Linked DNA regions of Sus scrofa: region 1 is linked to region 2. The links are chromatin contacts, called in public HiChIP or PLAC-seq maps. All regions are on one chromosome and are shown on one strand. The core of a region is the stretch at or near the end of the contact, and the rest is flanking DNA. Distances in the headings are between cores, read along the strand shown. Region 1 overlaps KDM3A (lysine-specific demethylase 3A). Region 2 holds the start of CD8B (CD8b molecule).

Region 1 (5,107 bases), core at 1,416-3,915, 340 kb before region 2:
CATGTTAACTGCTTTGTTTTTTTTAGATTTTATATTTTTACTTTTCATTATAGAAATATTTTCTAGGCGTTCCTGTCGTGACACAGCAGAAAAGAATCTGACTAGGAACCATGAGGTTGCGGGTCCAATCCCCGTCTCGCTCAGTGGGTTAGGGATCCAGCGTTGCCATGAGCTGTGCTGTAGGTCACAGACACGGCTCGGATCCTGTGTTGCTGTGGCTGTGGTGTAGGCCGGCAGCTGTATCTCTGATTAGACCCCTAGCCTGGGAACCTCCATCTGCCGCAAGAGCGGCCCTAAAAAGAAAAAAAAAGGGGGGGGAAAATTTTCCAAATGCACTGAGAACTTGAGAGCCTAGTACAGTGACTTCCCATATATTCATCACCTAGTTACAAAGGGCATCATTTTTTTTTTCCATAATTGTTTCACTGTTTCTTCCCTTTATATTTTTCCTTTTCCATAGTAAAGAAAATCTCATTTATCCTGTGATTTTTGCCCAATATAAATCTGATACTTCAGCAAACTGCAAGGAAAGGAAAGCACAGCAAGGCCCTAGGGCCTTGATCCCAGATTGAAATTATAAGGTACCCTCTGCTCATAAAACCACAGGCCTGCAAACTACAGAGAGAAATTCCTTGGCCTCCAAAGAAGACAGGGTTGTTTAAGGGCCAGGCAGGTTAGAAAACCACCTTGGCTCGCCCACCACCGGCCATGCTTCTCTGTGCTGCCCATTCAGGAAGCAGTGTCCTCATGTCAGGATGGGCATCCAAGCTTCAAGGTCAATACTGAACAAAGTGGGCCTTCTGGGGTGAGAGATCAGAGTCTTAATACTGAGCACCAGCATGGACCTTGTGTTCCGGCTCACCTCTTTCGTTTTTTTTCTTTTTTCTTTCTTTTTTTTTTTTTTTTTTTTTTGGCTACACTTTCTAGCTTTAGCTTTCTTTCTTGCCAGCATATTGACTCATTGAAAAAAATTTAGTAATTTCATCTAAGATTTTCAGTTCTCAGAAGGAGAAAACTTGTATTTTGCCTGTCACCAGAAACAACTTGTATTTTGCCTGTCACCTGTCCTAGTATTAGAAATTGTTTTTTGTTTTTAATTTTTGTAATTAGTTAATAAGAGATTCTTTGCAAAGTTAGAAAGATGAAATAATTTCATGTTTAATATGATTGTGTTATTTGTACATGACTAGAAAGGCAGCTTTTAAATTTTGTGACCATTATCCCAGGGAGTGGGAAAAACTGTCAGCCTTTGCTGTCCCAGTAAATCTAAGGCATTTTCTGTTTGAAGGATTAATTACACCAGAAGATCGGAAATACGGAACAACAAATCTTCATTTAGATGTATCTGATGCAGCGAATGTCATGGTCTATGTGGGGATTCCTAAAGGACAGTGTGACCAAGAGGAAGGTAGGTGCTGAGCCTGAAAGTGGAGCTTTCTCTCTGAACTAGAACATGTGGTCTGATATTTGCTCTTTTTGTTGCAGAAGTCCTTAAAACCATCCAAGATGGAGATTCTGATGAACTCACAATAAAGAGATTTATTGAAGGAAAAGAGAAACCAGGAGCCCTCTGGCACATATATGCTGCTAAAGACACAGAGAAGATAAGAGAATTTCTTAAAAAGGTGTGCTCCTTACCCTGTGGCATGCAGGATTATCAATTACTACGTGTCAAGAACTGACCCGGTTACTGGGGAATAATCACAACCTCAGAAGTTAAGTCTGTGCATCTCAGATTGGATAGTCTGAGGCTGGTTGCTAAGGAACAGTGATTTCTAGATGATTAGGCTCACCCCTCTGAACAGAGGGGGACTTGGCTTTTTTCTTATTTATGTCTTGTCTTATGTTATAGTGAGTGCATTTGGAGATTTTTGTGCTCAAGGTTAATCCCTTTGGGAGTTCCCATGTGGCACAGCAGGTTAAGTATCTGGCATTGTCACTGTGGCTACTAGGGTTGCTGCTGTGGTGAGGGTTCAGTCCCTGGCCTGGGAACTTCCACATGCCGTGGGTGCAGCCAAAAAAACAAACAAAAAAAGACTCTGCTAGTCATGATTTATAGGAAATGACATAAGGCAAGCCACATTTCCCTTCATTCTTCTCTTGCTTCATTTTGTTAATGTCTTCGACTACTGTTGGTCTCTTTCTGCCATCAGGAGCGTGTATTCAAGGAGGCCTGACATTTCGTGGCCACCCACACTGTTCAGGGGGGGGCAAAATGTCTTCCCTGAGCCTCAGCCTGTTGCTCAGTTTCATAACATTTTGTATGTGTTCCAGGTATCAGAGGAGCAAGGTCAGGAAAACCCTGCAGATCACGATCCCATTCATGATCAGAGCTGGTATTTAGACCGATCATTAAGAAAGCGTCTTCATCAAGAGTATGGAGTTCAAGGCTGGGCTATTGTGCAGTTTCTTGGAGATGTGGTATTTATCCCAGCAGGAGCTCCACATCAGGCAAGAACCATTCCTTTATTCTTTATTCTCTTTACACTGTAAACTTTTGCACGTGTTAACTGATGTGGTTTGTCACTTTCCAGGTTCATAACTTATATAGTTGTATCAAAGTGGCTGAAGATTTCGTTTCTCCAGAGCATGTTAAACACTGCTTCTGGCTCACTCAGGAATTCCGCTATCTGTCACAGACTCATACGAATCATGAAGATAAATTACAGGTAAAAATAGCACTGATTCCTGGCATTCTCTGATCCTGGCTTCATGGCCCATTACTGACCTTATAAAAATAATCAGTGCATTTGGCCATATCATGCTCAGTACGGTGAGTTGATGAACTGGCTTTCTATCTAGGTCTACCATCCACTTAGGCAAAGGAGGAATAAACACAAAATCTCATTTTGGTTTGATATTGTTTAGACTTTGTAAGGGGCTGTGCCCCCAAAGAAAGGCTTTAGTCTTGAAAATGACTAGGTCTGACTTGGGATTGTGGCTCAGCTGCCAGACAGGGGTCTTGATCAAAGACCTTTAGTGCTATAGTGTTCTCAGCCTTGGGGAGAGTAGAGCAGAGTCTCTGCAGTCCAAAGAGGGTCTCAGAGAGTGGGGTCTTTAGAGGCTTTCCTTAGTGAATTATATAATGTGGGAAACCAGGGCAGTAAAGAAACTCTGGAAACTAGAGTTATACCCTGGGACTTGCTTCTCCCCGCACTCACTGGGGGCAGGGCCATGTGCGATCAAAGCCTATGGAGGGGAAAAGTTTTTCAAAGGCGGCCTGGGTTTAAAATGTGTATGAAATACTAGCAAGGAGCCCTAAATAGCCTTTCAGCTGTTATTAACACTTCATATTGAATTTTGAGTTTTAAATGGTTATAAAATTGGTAGGGGGAAGTTTATTCTTAGCCACAGATTTTCGAGTTAATGGTAAACTGACCACATTTTCTCTCCTCCTTTCAGGTGAAGAATGTTATCTACCACGCAGTGAAAGATGCGGTTGCTATGCTGAAAGCCAGTGAATCCAGTTTTGGCAAACCCTAGGGGTCCCAGAGGCGCATAACCCCCCTGCACATTGGAAGTGAATTACTGGCAGCTGTTCAAACTCTTCAGGCAGGATTCCTGTGGACTTTGAGATTCATGTTACCTCATCTTCTTTTTTAAACTGTACCCACCTGGTAAGGGTACTCTGTCTAATGTATATTTCTAGTGTTTACAGACACTAAATGTGTATATGTAGTAACTATTTACAGAACATGCATCCTTAAACTGTGACTGCTCACCCAGTGCAGAGCTTCTACCAAGCCGTAAAAACGAAACCTCTTATCAGCTCTGGAAACCACCTGCAGTTGTTCCCCGGCTGTTTGATCTGACAGCTTCGTCAGATGGGTTATAACGATTAGGAATCACTGCGCAGTTTATTTGGGTTGCGTTTTGTTGTGTGTCTGTCTGCGTACCCTCTCCCCCACCCCTTAGGGTTCAGAAGAGCAGTGGAGGAAACGACCGCCAGCAAAGCAGTGCTTACTGTATAGCATTAGGACTGGCATTATATAGCAGAAATCAACTACTGTGCAATTCTTGGGGTTAACCATCTTTAGTCAAATGGAGTTTTAATTTAAATGAAGCTTTGCTAATTTTAAGTGTTAAGCATTTTGCATTAAAGTATTCATATAATGTTTTGACTCAGTTTATTGGCATTATCTCTGGTTGTAGATTCAATACACCTTTCATCGAATGTTACAGGTATAAGAGTTTGCTCCAGGAACTCGTCTTAAAAGCACAGAAATTCAATGCTGTAGTGATTTCTGAGTGATTATTACAATGCTAATATGGAAACAAGTTTCTCCCCAGCCAAGTGGAAACTGCTCTCACACTTTTGTAAAGAAACACCACAGTTTAACTACCCTTAGACGTGAGAATGAACCAAAAAACCCAAATAGTGACTGGTTAAATGGTTCTAAAAAGGTAAGAGATTGAAATACTTTGTCTCTCTTCTAGCCATTCATAATTTAAGAATTTACAAAATGAAATTATTAGAAGTTTTCAAACAGTGGTATTGAAAATAATCATTTCTGTGAAGGAAGAAAATTCATAAAGAAGCCACCTTTCTATTTCTATAGCGCAGTGATTCTCCTAGACAGCTCTAGCTGTATTAAAAGGAATTAAATTGAAATCAAGTAGTGTAGACAAGGTCTAGAACCTAGGTTTTACCTGTGAGTTCAGAGTAGGAGGTCAAAGATCCCTGCCTGATGCCAACCCACTTCAAGCCAAAGTTAATGGATGAACTTTCAAAAACATAAACTTTTCTGAAAAGAATAACTATCTACCCATCTTAGAGGGAAGTATCTTCCCTGGGAATTTCTTATCAGAAGCTCCTTTATACAGTTGTGGATCTAGAACTGGCACTGTTAATTGGAAATCTCCAATAGCTAAAAGAAGAGGAAAACTTCAGTTCTTTTTAGAGGAAATGACCCTCAAACCAGCCCTCAACGGAGTCCCACAGATAGTTCCAGACTTTTATTCACACTCAAATGCACTGTACCAACAAATATAAAACTGAAAGCCACCATGTGCAAGAGTCAATGCAAACCTGAAAATTGCCATATTAAACCTACAAACTTTGTAGGTTCTGGAATGATCCAGTACTTACTTTATATTCTGAAATGTC
Region 2 (4,782 bases), core at 2,215-4,714:
GGAAGAATCTTGAAGCACAGTTAGCTGCTTCTCCGTCTCCTTGCCATACACAGGGTTTCCGTTAGGAATCCAGAGGGCCAGGAATTCGTAGTGGCTGTTGGCACTCGGGGCCTGACGCAGCCTCAGCCAGTAGATGCGAGTGTTGGTGGGGAAAGTTCTGGCTTCACAGGACAGCTTCACCGTCTGGTTGGTTTGAGCCATCACAGACGAAGGAGTCTGCAGGAGTGCTGAGCCACCGTGGAGAGCTACGAGAAGCAGAAGGAGCAGAGACCATCAGCACGCTTTCCTGGCCACGGGTGTGGGGGCCGCAGAGTTGCCCTGAGTCAGGTATGAGAAGAGAAGCTATGGAAGTGCCCGCCTGGTTGCAGGGCCCAGGGGCTGGGTGAGAAGCAGCTGGCGGGCCCCGGACTCAGAGCTCAGGCACCCCATCCCCCAGAAGATTATCTGCCAAGCAGGTGTTCAGGATGCCAGCCTGACAAAGGGGACAGGGGAGAGGCCATTTGTGGATGGCATACTTATATGCCCAGCTCTTTGCACAAACTACCTCGATCAAGCCCCAGACTTAATTTAGGATTTTTATTCCCAATACCTCAGGAGGAACTGAGGCATGAAATGACTTGTCCCACTTGAGGAGTTCCCGTCATGGCTCAGTGGTTAACAAACCCAACTAGTATCCATGAGGATGTGGGTTTGATCCCTGGCCTTGCTCAGTGGGTTAAGGATCTGGCATTGCCGTTAAGCCATGGTATAGGTTGAAGATGCAGCTTGGATCCCGAGTTGCTGTGGATGTGGTGTAGGCCGGCAGCTGTAGCTCCAATTAGACCCCTAGCCTGAGAATCTCCATATGCTGTGGGTGCAGCCCTAAAAGGACAAAAGACAGAAAAGAAAAAGGAAAAAAAAAAAAAAAAAAAAGTCTAACGTGCAGTTAGTTGTGACCTGAGAGTCAAACTTAAGGATTCAGCCTGAGGGCAAAGCTGGTTCCTTTTAACCTTGCCCTGCTGCCGCTCTATGTACAGACCTTCAAAAGACTATGAGCAGCTGAAGAAGACCCAGAGCAAGCTGGGAGAGGACTCAGAATCACCAGCAGAGCACGTGGCTGGTCTGGCCAACCTACAGGACATCCAGACACCATTTCTGGACATTGACAACAATCAGCAAGAGGAATTCGCTATCCCCTGGTAGGCACAGTTATAATCCATTCCTCTCCAGCCCAGGAGTCGAGTGGTGTCTGGATCCCCATTCCTGAGTGGAAGGACAGACACCCCAAAAGCAGAGGTAGCAGTTCATTTGTCTCAGAAGGGAAGCTCCTGCAGGCAGGGCGTGGACCCGGCCTTGAACCCAGCCTGTGCCCTGCACCAGTTGTGGGACCTCTGGCAGGTCAGGGAGACTGTCTCCTCCATGTAAAAGGAGGGTGGCTTGGTGTCACTGTCCTGCCTGCTCCGGAGGCCTAGAAGTTCCAAAAAAAAGTAAGTGGATAAGTCATCGTCTATGTGTCTCACATCTCCAGGTTGTTACTGGCAGCAAGTGCAATTTTAAGGAGAGGGTTAGAATGGGTCTTTCATGGCCAAGTACGACAAACCAAATCTGACCTTGTAAGCCTTTCATTTTAGCTGTGGGGCAGAGGAGACCTCGCAGAACAGGGTGGAGGCCCGGGAGCATCTGGAGGCCCAGAGAAGACACGGATTTCCTGGGCGGGCAGAGAGGGGCCGGTGTGTGTGTGTGTGTGTCTGTGTCTGTGTCTGTGTCTGTGTACCCAAGGCTTGCCGAGGCCCATATTCACAAGCTTGCCTGTTCTTTTGGCTCAGGCTCCCAGGCTCCACAGTACTAAAGAAATAAACTTAAACTTTTAGCCTCCCCTCATAGATTGCTCTGAGCTTCTGCTCCCACTGAAAATGAAACAGTACCCAGGGCCCAAGTGGCTGCTGGGCCTTCTCAGAAAACCCCCCAAATACAGTGCTGCCTTTTCAGCAGCGTAGAGGTTCTTCACTCTTTGGAGTCACTGACCTCTTGGGGGAGATAAGAATGGATAACACCAATATTTGCTGAGCTGTGCTGAGCACAGTGTGTGCATTGTCTCATTTAATGCTCAGCAAGTCCTTTGGGAGGAAATAGACGCAGTGGACACATGAGGGAATAGAAGCTCGTGAAGGTTAAGGATCTGCTCAAGGTCACACAGCCTGTGTAGTGGATTCAGATTCAACCCTTGGTCTGGGACCTTAGAATCGGAGCTTCAAGCCAGTCCTTGAATTGAGGGTTCCTGTGATCCTCTCCAGGATCTTGCCATGGGCTCCTGGGCACAGAGTGGGGCTGCAAACATGCAGACTCCCCAAGTCCTTCCCAGAAAGCCCAGCAGGGACTCCTCCAGAGCCAGAGGGGGCCGAGGGGCCTGGGGCTCCGTGTAGAATTCTAACCTACGTCCTGACTTGAAGACTTCCTGGCTGAGACACACCCCGGTCTCTCTATTACCCACTGGCTTTTTGGCCCTGGAGACCAAAGCCCTGGCTGTGCCGAGCCCCATCGGTGCTATTGACACAGAGCCGGCCCTTGCCATAGGCATGGTCTCATTTAATTCCATTCTCAGAGGGACCTGCTGTTTCTAAAGTGTCTGGCAATGAGGCTGGAAGTTTTGAACGGCCTGGACTAGCTTCTGCTTGAGATGCTGTTGTGGTCACTAGGTCAGAGCCTGGGCAGGCAGGCCTCTGGAAGGAGGACCAGCTTTGGGCTTTTTGGACAAGAGAGGAAATCAACCACAGGTTAGTAGTGGGCAGTTTGGTGTGTGTATGTGTGTGTTGTGGGGGGTGGTTCTTCTAAAAGGCAGTTGGACTGGGTTTGGTTAGAGGGACAGACTCCCCTCTGCTTTCCACCCCCAACCAAGGCTGCATGTTCTGGGGGCCACACAGTCCATGACATCCACCCCCAGGAAATATTAGGGAACCAGGGGACCCTGGGAATGTACCCAGATGTCAAGCACCAAAGTGAGAACTGGGCCCTGGCCCCTTCCTGGGGGTACAGCCCTGCTGGGCCCCGGACAAGGGCATTTTCCTCCCTTTCTTTTCTTCCTTCCCAGCTCCTTCAACCCTCTCTCCGGACTCCCGTTCTCCCTCCTCTCTTCCTGTCTTCTCTTCTCTTAGGCTCAGCCTTTTGGGCTAAGGTAGCCTTTAACCTGAGGCTCCAGGGACTCCTGGGGTAATGAGCTCCGGGGAGGTTCCCACCCCTCCTCCAGGGACCGTGGCTGCCGCTGCTTCCCCTCCGCGCCCCGCGCAGCCACGGGCTCCGGGCTCCGCATCGCAGGGGGACAGCCTTCCCCAAATGCCTTGGCTCAGGCCAGCGGCAGATCACCCGCTCCTCCGCCCGCGCTCCCCGTGGTCTCCCCTTCTTACTTGACAGCTGCGCGGCAATGAGGAGCCAGAGCCTCGGCTGCATCTTGGCGCGCCCGGGAACACCTGGTCCCGATGGTCTCGGCTGAGACGGTGCGGGCTGGAACCGGGCGGGGCAGCCGGGGGGAGGGGGGATAGCGGGGAGGGAGGGCCCCGCGGGAAGAGGGGCGGGAGCCTGGTGTGAGGATGGCGAGGTCTCCGCCCTCATCCTCCCCGCATTGCAAAGGTCTTGGCTGCATTTCCAGTAAGGAGGTGACCCCGCTGTCCGCGTCAAGCAATTGCACGTGAGTGATCGCCTCTTGCTCTGGAAGGTGGTCAGCACAGGGTCATGACTCCATGCGACTCCAGAGGAGGCCACTGAGACTCAGAGATGCCAGGATGCTCAGGAGGCCCCCACAGGAGTGGTGGTGGAGCAGGACCCCAACTCCAGTCACTTCCTTCCTTTTTGAGTAGTTATGGAGCGCCTCCTGGGTACCCTGGGCCCAGTGGAGTCTGGGGGTGACCAAGACCTAGACCCTGCCCTCAAGGGCACGCACTTGTAAGGGCGAAGGAAAGTTAACTGATGAGACATGCAGTCTGATAGTGAGGAGGGTGTGCTGTGGCAGGGGAGAGGGGCCCCCACCTCTGCCTGGCCTGGGGCAGAGCCAGACCTACACCTTCAGGGTCAGGAAGAGCTTAGAGTATGATATTCTCTTTACCCTCCTCACTCGTGTAATTCCTGTTAAAATAACGCTGAAACAGGGACTCAGCAGAAGATCAACAAAGACGTCTACTTTGAAGCTGTGTGTGTGGCGGCGGGGAGGCTCAAGTTCACCCTGCTCTCCTGCTGTGTGGGTGCTGCAAAGCTATGGAGCTTTGGCTGCCAGTGATGCAGTCCAGTCCTGGGCAGGGAGACTTATCAGGGTGATCTTCCTGTTCAAGGGCCAAGTGCAGGTTCACAGAGGGAGGGGGTTGGGCTGTTGGAGGAGGGCGTTCCAAGAATACTGAGGGCCTGTGGGCCCAAGGGAGCCTGGGGAGGGCAGTGGGAGGAAGCCACCTTATCAACAAGGACCTAAACCTGCAGACCAGTTGGTTTGGACCTAAACTCTGAGAGATTTGAGTTAATTGAGAGGGGATGGAGTGTCCCTGAAGGGATTGAAAGCAGGCGGCAGGGCAAGGACACTTCCAGCATCCGGAGCCAATCTCCTTTGTCCTATAACTGTGGCGTATAAATTATATTGATTTGTTTGTTTGTTTGTTTTTTGCTTTTTAGGGCCAAACTCGAGGCATATGGAGGTTCCCAGACTAGTGGTCAAATCGGAGCTACAGCTGCCATCCAACACCACAGCCGCAGCAACACCGGATCCTTAACCTACTGAGCGAAGCCAGGAATTGAACCTGCAACCTTATTTTTTATATTTTATTT

Evidence for each region. HiChIP or PLAC-seq counts read pairs in DNA pulled down with a chosen protein or histone mark.
Region 1: a contact with region 2 is called in an H3K27ac HiChIP or PLAC-seq map of skeletal muscle, with 5 times the contacts expected there. The contact joins the enhancer-like site here to the promoter of CD8B in region 2. A contact is called at or near these places in 1 of 5 promoter capture datasets (fetal liver), 6 of 47 Hi-C or Micro-C datasets (embryonic fibroblasts, fetal skeletal muscle, heart right ventricle and 2 more) and 1 of 2 datasets of contacts at active chromatin or transcription factors (skeletal muscle).

What each region holds. Positions count from the first base shown.
Region 1 is chr3:58,301,344-58,306,450 of Sscrofa11.1, reverse strand. It overlaps KDM3A (lysine-specific demethylase 3A), which reads left to right. Exons shown (of 26, transcript XM_003124935.6): 22 at 1,289-1,408; 23 at 1,486-1,625; 24 at 2,275-2,451; 25 at 2,535-2,669; 26 at 3,403-5,107. The coding sequence ends at 3,483. Among named protein-coding and RNA genes, the nearest start is that of KDM3A, 51 kb to the left of the region's middle. Within about 2 kb of position 2,665, at least 2 of the 83 cell types and tissues checked have an H3K27ac peak or open chromatin away from gene starts, as enhancers often do. A contact at or near this core is called in skeletal muscle, where this site is marked.
Region 2 is chr3:57,967,040-57,971,821 of Sscrofa11.1, reverse strand. It overlaps CD8B (CD8b molecule), which reads right to left and starts at 3,464. Exons shown (of 6, transcript NR_145981.1): 1 at 3,381-3,464; 2 at 1-245.